Regions from separate parts of the Rattus norvegicus genome. Here all the other regions are linked to region 1. A link is a contact called in public Hi-C data. All regions are on one chromosome and are shown on one strand. The core of a region is the stretch at or near the end of the contact, and the rest is flanking DNA. Distances in the headings are between cores, read along the strand shown. Region 1 holds the start of Tmem242 (transmembrane protein 242). Region 2 overlaps Snx9 (sorting nexin 9). Region 3 holds the start of Synj2 (synaptojanin 2).

Evidence for each region. Hi-C and Micro-C count contacts between places; a contact is called where the count stands out from the background.
Region 2: a contact with region 1 is called in a Hi-C map of liver, with 2.7 times the contacts expected there. The contact joins the enhancer-like site here to the promoter of Tmem242 in region 1. A contact is called at or near these places in 8 of 12 Hi-C or Micro-C datasets (the A7r5 cell line, Schwann cells, frontal cortex and 5 more).
Region 3: a contact with region 1 is called in a Hi-C map of the A7r5 cell line, with 3 times the contacts expected there. The contact joins the promoter of Synj2 here to the promoter of Tmem242 in region 1. A contact is called at or near these places in 4 of 12 Hi-C or Micro-C datasets (the A7r5 cell line, the Rat2 cell line, frontal cortex and 1 more).

Annotation. Positions count from the first base shown.
Region 1 is chr1:48,421,818-48,426,426 of GRCr8, reverse strand. Tmem242 (transmembrane protein 242) reads left to right here and starts at 1,794. Exons shown (of 4, transcript NM_001144860.2): 1 at 1,794-1,917; 2 at 2,458-2,558. The coding sequence starts at 1,833.
Region 2 is chr1:48,875,522-48,879,765 of GRCr8, reverse strand. It overlaps Snx9 (sorting nexin 9), which reads right to left. Exons shown (of 18, transcript NM_001127637.1): 5 at 670-838. Among named protein-coding and RNA genes, the nearest start is that of Synj2, 46 kb to the left of the region's middle. Within about 2 kb of position 1,430, at least 2 of the 93 cell types and tissues checked have an H3K27ac peak or open chromatin away from gene starts, as enhancers often do. A contact at or near this core is called in liver, where this site is marked.
Region 3 is chr1:48,922,098-48,926,641 of GRCr8, reverse strand. Synj2 (synaptojanin 2) reads right to left here and starts at 2,765. Exons shown (of 28, transcript NM_001113371.1): 1 at 2,639-2,765. The coding sequence starts at 2,765. It also overlaps the pseudogene Mrto4-ps2.

The sequences.
Region 1 (4,609 bases), core at 545-3,044:
AGTGACTCAAAAAGATATAGAAAGTGCACATATGTTAGCAGCTATGGTCACTGTTATTATATGTGACAGGAAAGGAAAAGTGTTAAGTCCTTAATTCTTTGAACGTGTTAGTACAGCATTTGCCCACTCTTAAAGGGCCTACCCAAACCCTGAAACTAGGCTTCTAGGGAACCCAAAGGCCAAAGGCCAAAGGCCAAACACACTCTATGTGATCCCAATTGGACAGAAACAGAGCAGTGATTCTCAACCCAGCCAAGCATCAGAAATCGCATGCTGCCCCAGAGTTTCAGAGATATAATGTCCAATGGGAAAAATTGAGCAAATCTAACTGTTCATAGGCTAATGCCTTAAAACTACTAGAATCAATGGTGAACAACAATTAGACAATTAGAATACTTATGTGTACCAGACACTATGCTAATTCAATCACACACACACACACACACACACACACACACACACACACACACACACACACACAGAGAGACCTTTTACAAAATTGAAATTGAAACTGGGTCTTGTTTGGTTAACTAGGCCAGATTTGAATTTATGGTTCTTTTGTCTCAGCTTTTCAAGTGGTCAAGAAGGCTGTACAACACCACACACACACACACACACACACACACACACACACACACACACACACACACACCTCTCTTCAATTTTCACAGAAATCCTGTGAGGTACTGTTTCCATAGTTAGCAGTTGAGGGGAACAAGGTAATGAGAGGCTATATGACAGACACCAAGTTCACACAAATAAGCCATGCTTTACGACCTGGACGCAGGTCTGAACTAATAGATGGATTTAACTGCTGCAAAAACGAATGCTTTCATTTATCCGTTCCTTGGACTGGCATTTATTATACATGACCAGGTAATACGCTGAGAGCTGGGGAATACCAAATGAGTATAGATCTCCACCTCCACCCTCAAGAAGCCCATGCCCTTAGAGTGCTCAGAAAAAGAAAGAGGCAAAGGGCAGGCTTCCTTTTAAAAGGTGATGTCATGTGTCTCAGGTCTCAGGGTGAAAATGTTGGCTATTTCCCACTAGCTTCCTTCTCTCAATGGCAATTTACTAAATCTATCGCCATTGGCACATCGTCCTGCATGCAGGCTGCCAAGGATCCCGGCAACCCCGGGGCAACCTTGGAGCCAGTGTTAATAAATCCCGAGAGAGGGCCCCTGTGCTCTGCTGTCTAGATTGGCACCATTCATTCGGTCATTTAGTCAGCCCTGCGCGTTCACTGCGGGCGGGCAAATCAGACCTGGAAGGACCTGTGCTTTGGAGCTGGTAGAATGGTTCTCTTTCAGGACTGGGCACGTCACTTAAACCTGAAGTAACAACTATTTCGAAATTTCTCAGAAAGAAACGGGGAAAATATTGAGGTTTGCGTTTTAGAATCGTGGCGTGTTAGCGCTTAGATACAGTACAGTGTACCTGGAGTGGTAAACAGCTCCGGGATCCAAGCCAGGCTGAGACCCGGCTCCTGGCTCCATCTGCGACCTCTCACTGCCTCCTAGAGTCGGAACTGGGTATTCCCTCAAGTACACAAAAAAACTTACAAAAGTCCAACAAATCGTCACCTTGCACGAAGGCGAGTGATCCTCCCAGGAGGGCTGTCTTGTGGGATGTCGCCCTCGGCTCTGGGCTGGGGACAGAGAGCACCCCCTAAGTCTTCTCTCACTGCAAGAGTGTAATTGGGAAGACGCGGGGACCCGGACCCTTCTTCAGGTTACACAGGGAAGGCAGCTGCGGAACCTTTCTTCTCTCTCCCTTGAGCTTCTACTCGGGCCTCTTTAGTAACGGAAACAGTAGAGGAGACTTTAAATATGGAGGCCTCGGGTTCTGGGTCCGGGGAGTCTTCTGCAGTAGAAGCTCCAGGGTCTCAGGACGATCGGCTATTCCTGATTAAAGGTATGCTTGCCCTGCGCTGGGATAGGATGTTCTGGAACACATTCCGTTCTGAAAGCCCTTATCTTGGGCTTTATTTTTAACTCAGCCAGTGGGACCCATATGTCACAGGGTGAAGTCTCCTTGGGCAGGGACGAGTAAGTCCTGCCATCTAGTCTCTAGTCCATACTGTATTTATCCATCCTTATCTATAGATTTTTCTCGTGCCCTGCCCTTTTCTGATTGCCACTATCTCTTCTTCCCGTGGAAAATCTTTGCGCTGGGAAGGGGAAACACACCCATTCTTAGCCCTGAAGAACCCAGCTTCAGAGTGTTCCCTTGAACCAGAGGTCGTGAGATCACACAGGTTTCTCAGACCGCTTAGCCATGATGTTTCGAGTTTTGAATGTAATCCTGAAAATATCTGATACTAGGTTGTGGAAATCTTTTTTAATTTAAGCTTTATTTTTTTTTTTTTTGGTTCTTTTTTTCGGAGTTGGGGATCGAACCCAGGGCCTTGCGCTTTAAGCTTTATTTTTAATATCTTCTCCCAATTCTTGGCAGGTGGAATTTTCCTTGGTTCTGCAGCCGCAGCGGGAATGCTAGCTGGATTTGTTACAACATTATCACTAGCTAAAAAGAAAAGCCCCGAATGGTTCAATAAGGTTTGTGACTGAAATCCACTCATAGCATTACTATTCTTTTTAACAAAGGACAGCCACAGTCGCTATAAAGTGCCTAGCACATAGTAGGTGCTCTAAAAGCATTGGATGACTAATATAACCCACTTGAGACAGAAGACCATTATTCTTCAAGATTGTACATTTGTTCTCTGTCACATACCTGCCTTTTCTGGTTGGTGGGGAATTTCCTGATATGTATGTGTAGCTGTTTATAATGTTTTGTCTTTTCCCCTCCCACCCTTACTGCTGATTTATTGTTCACTTCACCTCAGCAAGTGTTGACTTGGGATCCTTTGTGTTTCAGTCACTCTGATTAAGGTGGAAGGGATACAAAAATAAACATGTCTGTCCCTCAGGAATTTAAATGTCTGCTGTGAGAGACACAATTAGATACTCATACAGATAACTCTGTAATTAGCCTGATGTGTGCTACAGAAGAATGTTATGTGAAAAACCATAAATCAATCGAATTCCCTTCCACTTATCTGTAATAGTCATACTTAAGCTTTGAATACTGTAAAGACAAGAGGCTATAATGTATCTAAAATGTTTTCCAATTCCCTCTCAATATTCTAAAGGTTTATGGAGCTACTAAGACCACATCTGTGGCTCTGCTGGGCCATTTTCTCCTGATATTATGTTTTTAGAGAAGAAATTAACTTGTGGCAGATGTCATTAAGGCCTAACCAATATTGGTGTTTTAACAGCCAAGCTTTGTTTGGTTTTCCAACCACAGGTTTGGTTATAATTAAATTATAATTATACAATACATAGGGATCTGTGTAAGAATCTGGTAAAAACCAGGGATTGTCTTCTTTCCACAGACTGACAACTTGGTTCTTTGTTTTGTTCTGGGATTGAATCGTAATGCATGCTGTTTGTGGTCTAACACACTTGTAAACAGTGGTCCACAAAATCCCAATGATCCTTGAGACAACTCATTTCCTATTCAAGTTTAGAGACACGCCCCGATGGCACAGAGCAGTGGCATAGTCATGGTGGCTGTGGCATAAACCAGTCCCTTGCAACCACTATGTACTTCATTGTAATGCAGCAGTAGCTTTAAAAAGAATTCATTAGGTAAATGTCGTTGTTGAAGTGGTAAAATTATTACCTCTTCAATAATGACACTTGGATATGCCTGACTTTTAAATTTCATGGGAGGTGGGAAATGTTCAGGAAGCAACTCTGCTTCAGACGGCAGATGTTTTCCTCTAGAGGAAGCAGCAACTGCCTTACCAGCTGAATCAGTGTGTTCCCTACAGGGCATCTTCTTTGTGAAGGATCCACCACAAACTGTCAGTCACTCACAAATGGGGTGTTTGTGGCAGACATTTTCTTAAAAAACACAAAGTAGGCCTGACTCTTGAGGAAAGTGGTTGTCAATCTTTGTGGTCAGTGTTAACAAGCTTTCAATTGAAAACACTTAGACATGTAACTACCGCCATTCACTTGACAACTTCTCCATACTTAACAGCTTTGCTGATGAGATGCTGTGATTTGATGATGATTTAAAAATGCTATTTAACACATGGGATCAACAGTTGAAAGATCTGTATAATTTAGATACCAATACCTTCTGAATAGTCACTCTGTATGGCATAGCGTCCATTCAAAGTGCAAAGCTGACTGGTGGGTTTGAATGTTACAAATGACAGAAGGTTTTAATAGGACTCCATGTGGTAACCAACCTTCAGAAGCCTTTTTTTTGTTTAGTAGTGGTATGTTATGAAGAAGGAAAGCTAATAAAATACTTTTTCTAACCACATCAGTGTGAGGCCTGGGTTTTATTCGTACACTTCAGCTGTCACTGAAAATTATAAGAAAGCATTTACAGCAGATTGACTACAGATATGAAAAGCCAGCTCTTAGGCTGGAAATTTAAGAGGTTAACAAAAGCATAAAACATTAATCCTCTGTAGTTTATTTTGTTTGGGAAGGATAGTTATTCTAATATAAAAATGAGTTTATGTTTTTATATTAATGGATTTGATACTTTTAAATGACTAAAGTGTAAATTTCTCAGTTTTAAT
Region 2 (4,244 bases), core at 181-2,680, 450 kb before region 1:
TGACAGAAGTGTCTTCCAATCCACAAGACTCAAGGTGCAGTCTGGGACTGAAGCTCACCACCAGAAAAAAAAAAAAAAAAACAACAACAACAACAAAAACAAAACAAAACAAAAAAAAAAAACAAACAAAACCAAGCCATGGAGGGCTGAAACCTGAGAATCTTCCTGTCCACCTCATCCTCTGTGAACTGGAAAAGGGCTGAAGATGTAGTAAATAGTTAGCCACACCAATGGGACTGATCTCCAGAAAACTCTCTGGGCTGCAGGATCAGTGTTTTCGCTGGTGAGCATGTGCAGATGCTGGTAGTGGTAATGACCTCTGGTCAGTCTGGTACACCCCAGGTATGACAGGAGAGGGTCTGGAAGCACCACACCTTGCCCATGTAACCTCCTCATCTGAATGCTTATTGTATCTCTTGATTTACTCCATGATAAATTGACAACAGGAAGTCAAGTGAGTCCTTGAGTTTTGTGCACTGTGCTAACAAGTTCATGAAACCTAGGGAGGAGCTCCTGGGAGGGAAGCACCCATGGTTCCAAGGAGATGGTGTCAGTACTGAATGAGACTGTAGGACCCTTCACCCAAAGTCACTGTGCTGTGCTGACTTAGAGGAAAGCAAGGTCAGCTTACTCCTCAGGCCTGTCACTCAGGCAGAGGTGTCCCCTCACCTGGTCCTTGGTAGGCCTGCGGATGGCCGAAGCCGGTGTCCCAGTTGTTGGCACTGCTGTTCCTCTGAGCGCCAGCCCCATCTGTCCTGGTGCCCCAGGCATCAGAGCTGTCCCAGTTCCCAGATCTGGGAGCATTCCAGGCTGACCAGGGGTCACTGCCACCACCAACCTGTGTGGGAGAGGAAAAGGAGTTCTTGTGATTCCTACAGGTTGTGACTCCACTTAGCTATGGGTCGACAGGGGAACTGAGAGCAACACAAGGGCTGGTACAGTCACTGGACATGGACCTAAGTCTCCACACACTAACCCAGGGGAGAACACGGGAGCACGAGATGAGAGATGGGTCAGCTCCACTGAGAGCACATCCTCCGACATCACCTGGAATGCCATTGCATGCTCCTGCCAAGGCTCTCCCCACTGACCTAACTGCTCTAAAGTAGGGACTCTAAGTAGTTCTTAATTCTCACTCACAATGAAGTAATACACGGTAAATGGAAAAATTCACGTGGAGTTGATCAGGCCTGCCGCTTTAGAACGTCTACCCGGACACACGGTAAACACCCTCCTTGCTCTGTAACTCACAGATCATGCCTGGCCCTTTACCTAAGCCCTGCTCCAACTAAATTTAGCACTGCCCAACATCCAGGAGCAACATATTCAATATATCTGTGTAAAAGTTTTCCTTTTCAGCCCTGTTCCTGGAATGATGACTCTGAGACTAAAATTTATTAATAAATGCCTGAGTCATAAGCTTTGCTTGTTTGCTGACTTGCTCATAACTTATCCCTTTTACTCTAACCTGGGTTCAGTGACGTGGCTGCTTTCCTTTCCTTGTCTCTTCAGAGTTCCTAGGGCGAATCTCCCAAGTTCAGCTACCTGCTGATTGGTTATCTCTCCCTCAGTCCTGGCCTGCTTCTTCCTCAGTGTCTTCCCTAATGTCTCCCCTTTATTCTACCCTGAGTTCATTTACCTGCTGCTGTATGTCCATCCTCTCCTCAGAGTCGCTGCTTGAATCTCTGTTCTATACCGAGTTCCTCTACTACTGCTTTACGTCCTTTCCTCAGCATTCCCACGTGACTCTCTCCTTGATTCTAACCTGAATTCATCTACCTCCTGGTTAGTTACCTCTCCTTCAGGCCAGTCCTGGCCTCCTTTCTCAGCATGTGGCTCTCAAATCTCCTGCCAGATGTCCCACCTCCTATCTCCTGCCTCTGCTCATTGGCCATAAGCTTTTTTTTATTGGCAGGTGATACTTAGATTCAAAGACCTTGTTACGTAAAAGTTATCAAAGCATCCTAAGACACAGAGGAACATGCACTCTAGCTGTATGACAGGGAGCTATGGCCTGTATAACATCCTGTTTAACAGGTGGATATTTCAAGCCATCCACTGAAAGAACTCACAGCATTAGCCTTGCATCTGACTGTCGCACCAGAAGGACCGAGAATGAACTTGGGATGGCCACTAAGGTAGCAGTGGCAGGCATGCACACAGCACACTCATGCATCTATAACACAGGAGCTATGCTCATGACAGAAGCAGTCAACGTGGTGTCTAATAAGCTAGCTTCTGAGAAGTACATCTCCAGGTGGTGTAAGTATCAGAATATGCTTAAACAAACCTAGCTATTCACCAATGCTATAGTAGATAAATATATGATATGGCCTACTGCCTAGGCCATATTGAACAAAACAACACAAGATGAAATCAGGTAGAGAGAGAATGATTCAATTACAAGATGCAGCACACACAGCATGTCTAACGTAATGCCACTGCTGGGGGAGGCAGCAGAGGGTTCTACAGCAAACTTCTTTTTCAAGAAGTAGATGTAGACGAAAGCCATGAGTTATAAAGAGTGGCGAGGGGTTGGGGATTTAGCTCAGTGGTAGAGCGCTTGCCTAGCAAGCGCAAGGCCCTGGGTTCGGTCCCCAGCTCCGAAAAATAGAAAAGTAAAATAAATAAATAAATAAATAAATAAATGGCGAACAATAAACCAGCAAAACAATTGTTCATCCATCATTATGCCCTCCCATGCATAACCTAATCCACACTTTTATGCGATGGGCAGCAAGCCGGTCGAGTAGATGTGTTTGCACCAGTGTCACCACATGTGCATGCACAAGCAACATCTTCTATTATGTATACCTATCTGTCATGATATCACCAATGGGAATGTTTAGATCCACTCCCATCTTATGAGGACACTCACATGCAGTCTACCACTGACCCAAACAAGGGCTACTCAGTGTTAAATCACAGACTGGGTGACAAGGCCAGAATCCTGGCCAACTAGGTGGATTTTGAACTGTTTTGTAACTATGGGGCCAAGAATGTTTCACATGGGTACAGTGACTGAGAACTCAGCCCCTAATGTTGACCTAGGCGTGGATCCCAGCTTTCCTACTGACAACGCACTTGCATATGAGCAATTCGCCCTTCTTAGCTATGTCTTAAAAATGGGATCTGTAACACTGATGTCCTCAGGGCATTTGTTAAGTATGAACCGATAAGTGCATACAGTTCTGACTGAATACGGATTCAGCAGAGCTATCTAAGCATGGGGGTTCACCTGAAATAGAGTCAGTAGAGTTATCTGCACATGGGGTTCACCTGAAATAGAGTCAGCACTTGATGAGGCAGAAAGCCTAAGGGTCTGACTGATACGGCCTGCTACTTAGCAAGTTCTAGAGGTTGCCTGGCTACACTGCGAGACCCTGTCCCAAAATAATGAAACCAGCAGTTCACTGAGAGGTACACCTCCTTTTCCAAGCTATGGCAGGAGGGCATGGAGAGAGCTCCACAGGGCGTAAGTGCCAGGTCACATTACTGGAAGTAGTTTTAAATAAGGAGATGAAACTAGGCATTAGGACACTTCTGCTAGTTAAAGATCTGCCTCCCTCAGGTACCCAGAGAGGAAGAAGGCAGCAGTGTAATCCTCACCTCATGGTGAAGCTCAGTGGCTACCCCCAGTGCTCAGGCTTTGGTAGAGACACTTTTGAGCTTCTAAATGCCAAGAGCATAATGTCTCCAAAGTCTAATCCCAATGAAATAAGCTGGCCTCCAAGATCTGTGCGAAAGATCCTTTGGCCATCAATTTATTTGCTCTCAATCCACCAACCCCTTTGTCATGAAACCAGCCATGTAGTAACCCACTCTGTTTCTTAGTTGAGGCCTCCACTTCCCTAGCCTTTCCTTCCCCTTTCCCTCCCCAGTCATGCTCACTGAGCAACACTTTCTACCTTCCCTTCCTGGTACCAGGATCTGTTTGCTCTACTGTCACTCAGAGCCAAACCCTTCACTAGATCTCACTACACAGTCAGGTCTCAGGAAGAGTGTCAGCTGACAGCCTGCGGCCCCACCTCCCTAGCAATCACACTGCCTGGCCAGGCCTGGGAGAGCGTCTTCACATTACAGCATATGGAAAAGCATTCCTCTCAGGGTTGGCTGGTAAATGTTTACTTCTTCATGCAGTTATTCATGTCTCAATTTACCTTATTTATGGAAGAAGAAGGAGAAGAAGAAGAAGAAGAAGGGGGTGACTGGCTGAGACTTTCAACACAACCAACCTGAGCCCA
Region 3 (4,544 bases), core at 1,516-4,015, 500 kb before region 1:
CTCTTCCTTCCTTGAAGGTTTATTTATGGGGGAGGGGTGCTGGAGAGCTGGCTCAGCAGTTAAACACAGTGGACACTTCCAGAGGACTCAGGTTTGACTCCCGACATCCCCATGGTGACCCAAAGCTGTTTAACTCCAGTTCCGGGGATCCAGCTGGATCTTGTGGCCTTCTCAGACACGGCACATGTGTGTGGTCGGTACACAGACACACACACTGCAAAAACACCCCCAAACATTAAAACGTAAAAAATATTTTGAAAAGATTAGCTGAGTGGTTAACACATGTCATTTATTCCAACACCCAGGAGGTAGGGGCAAAGTGAGTTCCAGGCCAGCCTGGGTTATGAGATATTGCCTCAAAAAAAATTTATTCTTATTTCAAGTATACGGGTGTACTGCCTGAATGTACATCTGTGCACCACATGTGCCTGATGACCTCAGAGGCTAGAAAAGAGCATCAGATCTCCAGGAAATAGAGTTACAGACAGTTGTGGACTGCCACGTTAGTGCTGGGACTCATGATCTAGTCCTCTGGAAGATGGCTGCCAACACCTCTCCAGTCCTATTCCTTGGGGGAAAAGAAATGCCAAGGAAAAGAAAGTCACGTAGCTAGCTGGCCCTGGAGACAGGTGGCGATTTCAAGTTTAGAGTTATTCCATCCAACAATGAGGCATTTAGGATGTTTTAAAAGTGCAAAGCAGTATCTTTGCGATAACAAAGGCTCTCTTGTGATCCTCTCACAACATTATCAGCAAAGGCTACAATTTCTTTTAAAAAAAGAAATAAAAAGTGTCATTTTCGTTGACCAAGGAAAACAAACCCATAACTGTGAGTAACTCAGCCAATGGTCTACTGAAAGCAGACGGTTAGGTGTGGAGATAGAACAAGGGAGAAGGTTTAGAATGTGACAATTCTTTTCATCACAACTTCCGCTGTAAAATCCAAAGTACTGTATCATCGCCACCATGCAAGGGCATTGTGGTACAAACTCAGTTGCGGGATGGGAGACACCTGTTCCAAGTGGCTTCAGAGCCACTCTCACTGGGGTATGAGCACCACTTAGCTTTGTGAAGCCCGACTGAAAGACATTTTAGTCTCTTCCAAGTCACAATAACTTTGTATCATGAAATTAATGTCTGGGTTCTGAGAAATGCCTTCTGGAGTAGACATCTAAAATGGAGTGGAAAGTTCCACAGTTTTCTTTCAAGGCTGCAACAAATGACCACACTGGGACTTTTCAGGACAGAACTCCAATTGGAATAATGTGACACAGAATCCAGCTTCCCTAATCAAGCGACTGAGAGCAAGGCAGCTACTTGCCGTTTGCCTTTTCTGTATCCGTATTCGCCAGCATGTTTTGAGGTCTGGTAAGGTTGCCCAATCTGGTATGAAACTCCGCAGCTTAATCCCTCTACCCACTCACCCTCCCACCTTGACTAGGCAGAGCATGGGGTGTATCCCACCACACCCAGCTCGATAAATTACACATGAATGGCCTGGCCCAGGAAGTAGCAATGGATGTGTTCCCTTTAACACATGTGTATGCACACACACAGATACGTATGCAGCATCTGGAGTCAACACATGCAAACCTGAAGAAAGAACATGAAGCACTTTGCAAACAAGTGCTTTGCATTACTTCCCTCCCAAAATATAAGTGATCCTGTTTAGCTAGGGACACCAGGAGGACGAACAACTGGACACCCACTGTCTCAAGCCTGCCCTCCAAGGCTCGTCATGAAAATCCTACCCATCCTATCTGACTGCTGGCTTTATGCTACCTAGACTTTCTTGCGAATGTCAATTACAAAACTAGGGATCCGGAAGTTGCAGTTACCAGGAAGGCATGCACCGCATGACATCACCAAAATAGCCACACTCAAGGCTGTATTGCCTGGAGCAAGTGTCTTAGAGTCTTTGGGCCTCCGTTTGTTTACCTTTATTACGAGTTAAAAGTGTAAAGGTTGTGTAAGATTGTGTCTCTAAGGTCCTTAGCACAATGCTAATCTCAAGAACTCTATAGTCAATCAATGCAACGGCTTGCCCTCTCCTCAGCCCCAGCATAAAGATAAAGTCACCAGAGAGTATATTTGCTTCCAGGTTCTACTCCTGCTTCTGATGGAGTATTTATAGGAGGCAAATGAAGGGTGCCATCCAGGTTTCTCAAAGTCTGTTTTGGTGTCTACGTGTCATCCTTTCAGGCAAGGCAATGCAGCTTTGGTGTATTCAACAGGTGCACGAGCAAGGGAGCACTAGGTGGACTCCTCCTCAGGGCACCCTCTTCAGGGTGTCCAGAACATGCAAAGCTCCCGCACTGAGCACCAGGAGCGGAATTAGAGCCGGTTGGTTCTCCAGGAACAGACGCCCCCACCCCATCCCCACTCGGGAAAGAGCGCACCCGGAGACACCCCTCCCAGGGGAGAGCGACGCTTCGTCCAGACAGAGGGGCCAGCTCTCTGGTGTCCCTCGCACCTATTACTCCTGTGAACAAGCGCTCCTGGCGATCCCCAAGCGGCCGGGGTCCTCCCCGTCGGGGAACTGAACACCGCTAGTCCCCAGGACTCCACGGAGTCGAGCGCCTTTACTAACTCCCTGGCATCGCCGCCCGCGTGGGGAGCACGGGGAGCGCGGCACTCACCCAGCGTGGCCACCGCGCCGGCCTCAAAGAGTAGACAGTCGCCGCGGCCCCGCGCCTCCAGCAGCACGCTGCTCGGGCCGGTGGGGTCCAGCCGCGCCAGCAGTCGCAGCCCTTTGCTCAGCGCCATGGGCGCCGGGAGCACAGGGGAGCCGGGGCGGGGTCCTGCCCGAGGGCGCGCGGCTTCCAGGAGTTTCACTTTGTGCCGGGCTCCGGCGCCGCAGGCTCCTCCTCCTCCTCCTCCTCCTCTTCCAACGCCAGGACGGCCTCCTCCCCCCTCCTCCTCTTCCTTTTCCACCTCCTCCTCCTCTACCTCCTCCTCCTCCTCCTCCACCTCCTCCACCCTGGCCGCGCTGCGCTACCCCGGGCAGGTGAAGTGGCACCGCCGCCGGGCCGCTCCGACGACTGCCGCGCTCCCCCAAGCGGCGAGGCAGGCACCTGCGAGCCACAGTGGGGACCGGGACTGAGCCCCGTGGGTTTGCTTTCCTGGGTCGGATACTCCCGGACTGTCCTCCCTGCCGGGGGCAGCTGCGGGTGAGGGAGATTCCACACATTCCTCGCCGCGGAGGAGGCTGCAGCGGCGGAGAACATCAGGAGCCCGGACCCTGCCTGGACCGCGGCCTTATATGGGCAGCTGGGGGCTGCGGGCTGAGCAGGGCAGGGAAACCCTGCTGCCGCTTGCCCCGCGCAGCGCCCCCTCCAGCTCACCTCACCCCAGCACCTGCGACCCGGGATGGGGCCCTTGGGTTCTGTGCCTCAGTCTCCTGGAGCGGGACTGCAGAAGCGCAAAGTGACCTTCACTCTGAAGCTACCTTGGTGATTGAGTGTGTGCTTGTGAGTGGTGTGTGTGTGCCTGACACACTCTTTAAATGCTGCCTTCTACCGGGGACTTTAGTTCCCGGTCCAAAGTAAACTGGTGTTTGGGGGCAGGGATTACATCCTGTCGGAGAGATGCGACATACATTCCCTGTACCCCCATTTGCCACTACACCTTGACCTCGCTGAGATGCCCCTGGCCTCGCCTATTAGACTGTCAGGTGGGGACCCGGCCTCTCCCACCTGAGAATCTCAGCACGTGGTCTTGCTTAGCATTGATACTTAGTTTTCGATCCGAAACCTTCAAGCAACCCGAGGGAAGGCCTCTTGGTCTTGGGGTCCAGTCGGTCAGGATTGGTCAATGGTGGCAGACACCTTCAATCCTAGCACTAGGGAGGCAGAAGCAGGCAAAATTTAATTTTTATACAAAGTCACCAAAGCAAAATAAACAGCTGCTCCCTCCAGAGGGGTGACAGCAGTCCTGGGTGGTCCAGTGGAGAGGAAGAACTTGTTGGAAAGTCCTAGAGTAGGCTATCCACCTCCTCCTCCTCCTTCTCCTTTTCCTCTTCCTCCTCCTCCTCCTCTCCCCCCCCCCCCATTCTCCCTCAAACTCTGGTGCACCCTCTCGAAGGTCATCGTCCAACTGCTGGGATCTTCCCAACTGGGCATCCCACAAAAGCTTCAGGCCACGGGCCTGCTCTAGGGTCAACTGGTCACTCTGCTTCCATACTTCCTAATCAGATACCATGGTTACCACACCTTTCTTAGGGGCAGTGGGCAGGCCTGGTTGCCTCGGCCCCCGCTCCCGGGGAGCGGCTTTAGGAGCCCTGGACCCAGGCTCACAGTTAAAGTTGCTTTGTTCCCAAACTCCAGCAAAATCCTTTTCTATATAGTTCCTGAACCACTGGAACTTCCTTCGTGTAGTTGGTAAAAGGGAGTCCACCTTCACCTCTCAATGTCTTGCTGACCCGATGCAGGCTGTCTGCATGGGCTTTGACCCACGGCCACCATCACCTTGTTGACAAAGAACATCTAGCTGTGTTTCCAGGCATTCCGGGTGCCCTTCAGCTCGCTGCCCCTCATGATGGCCACA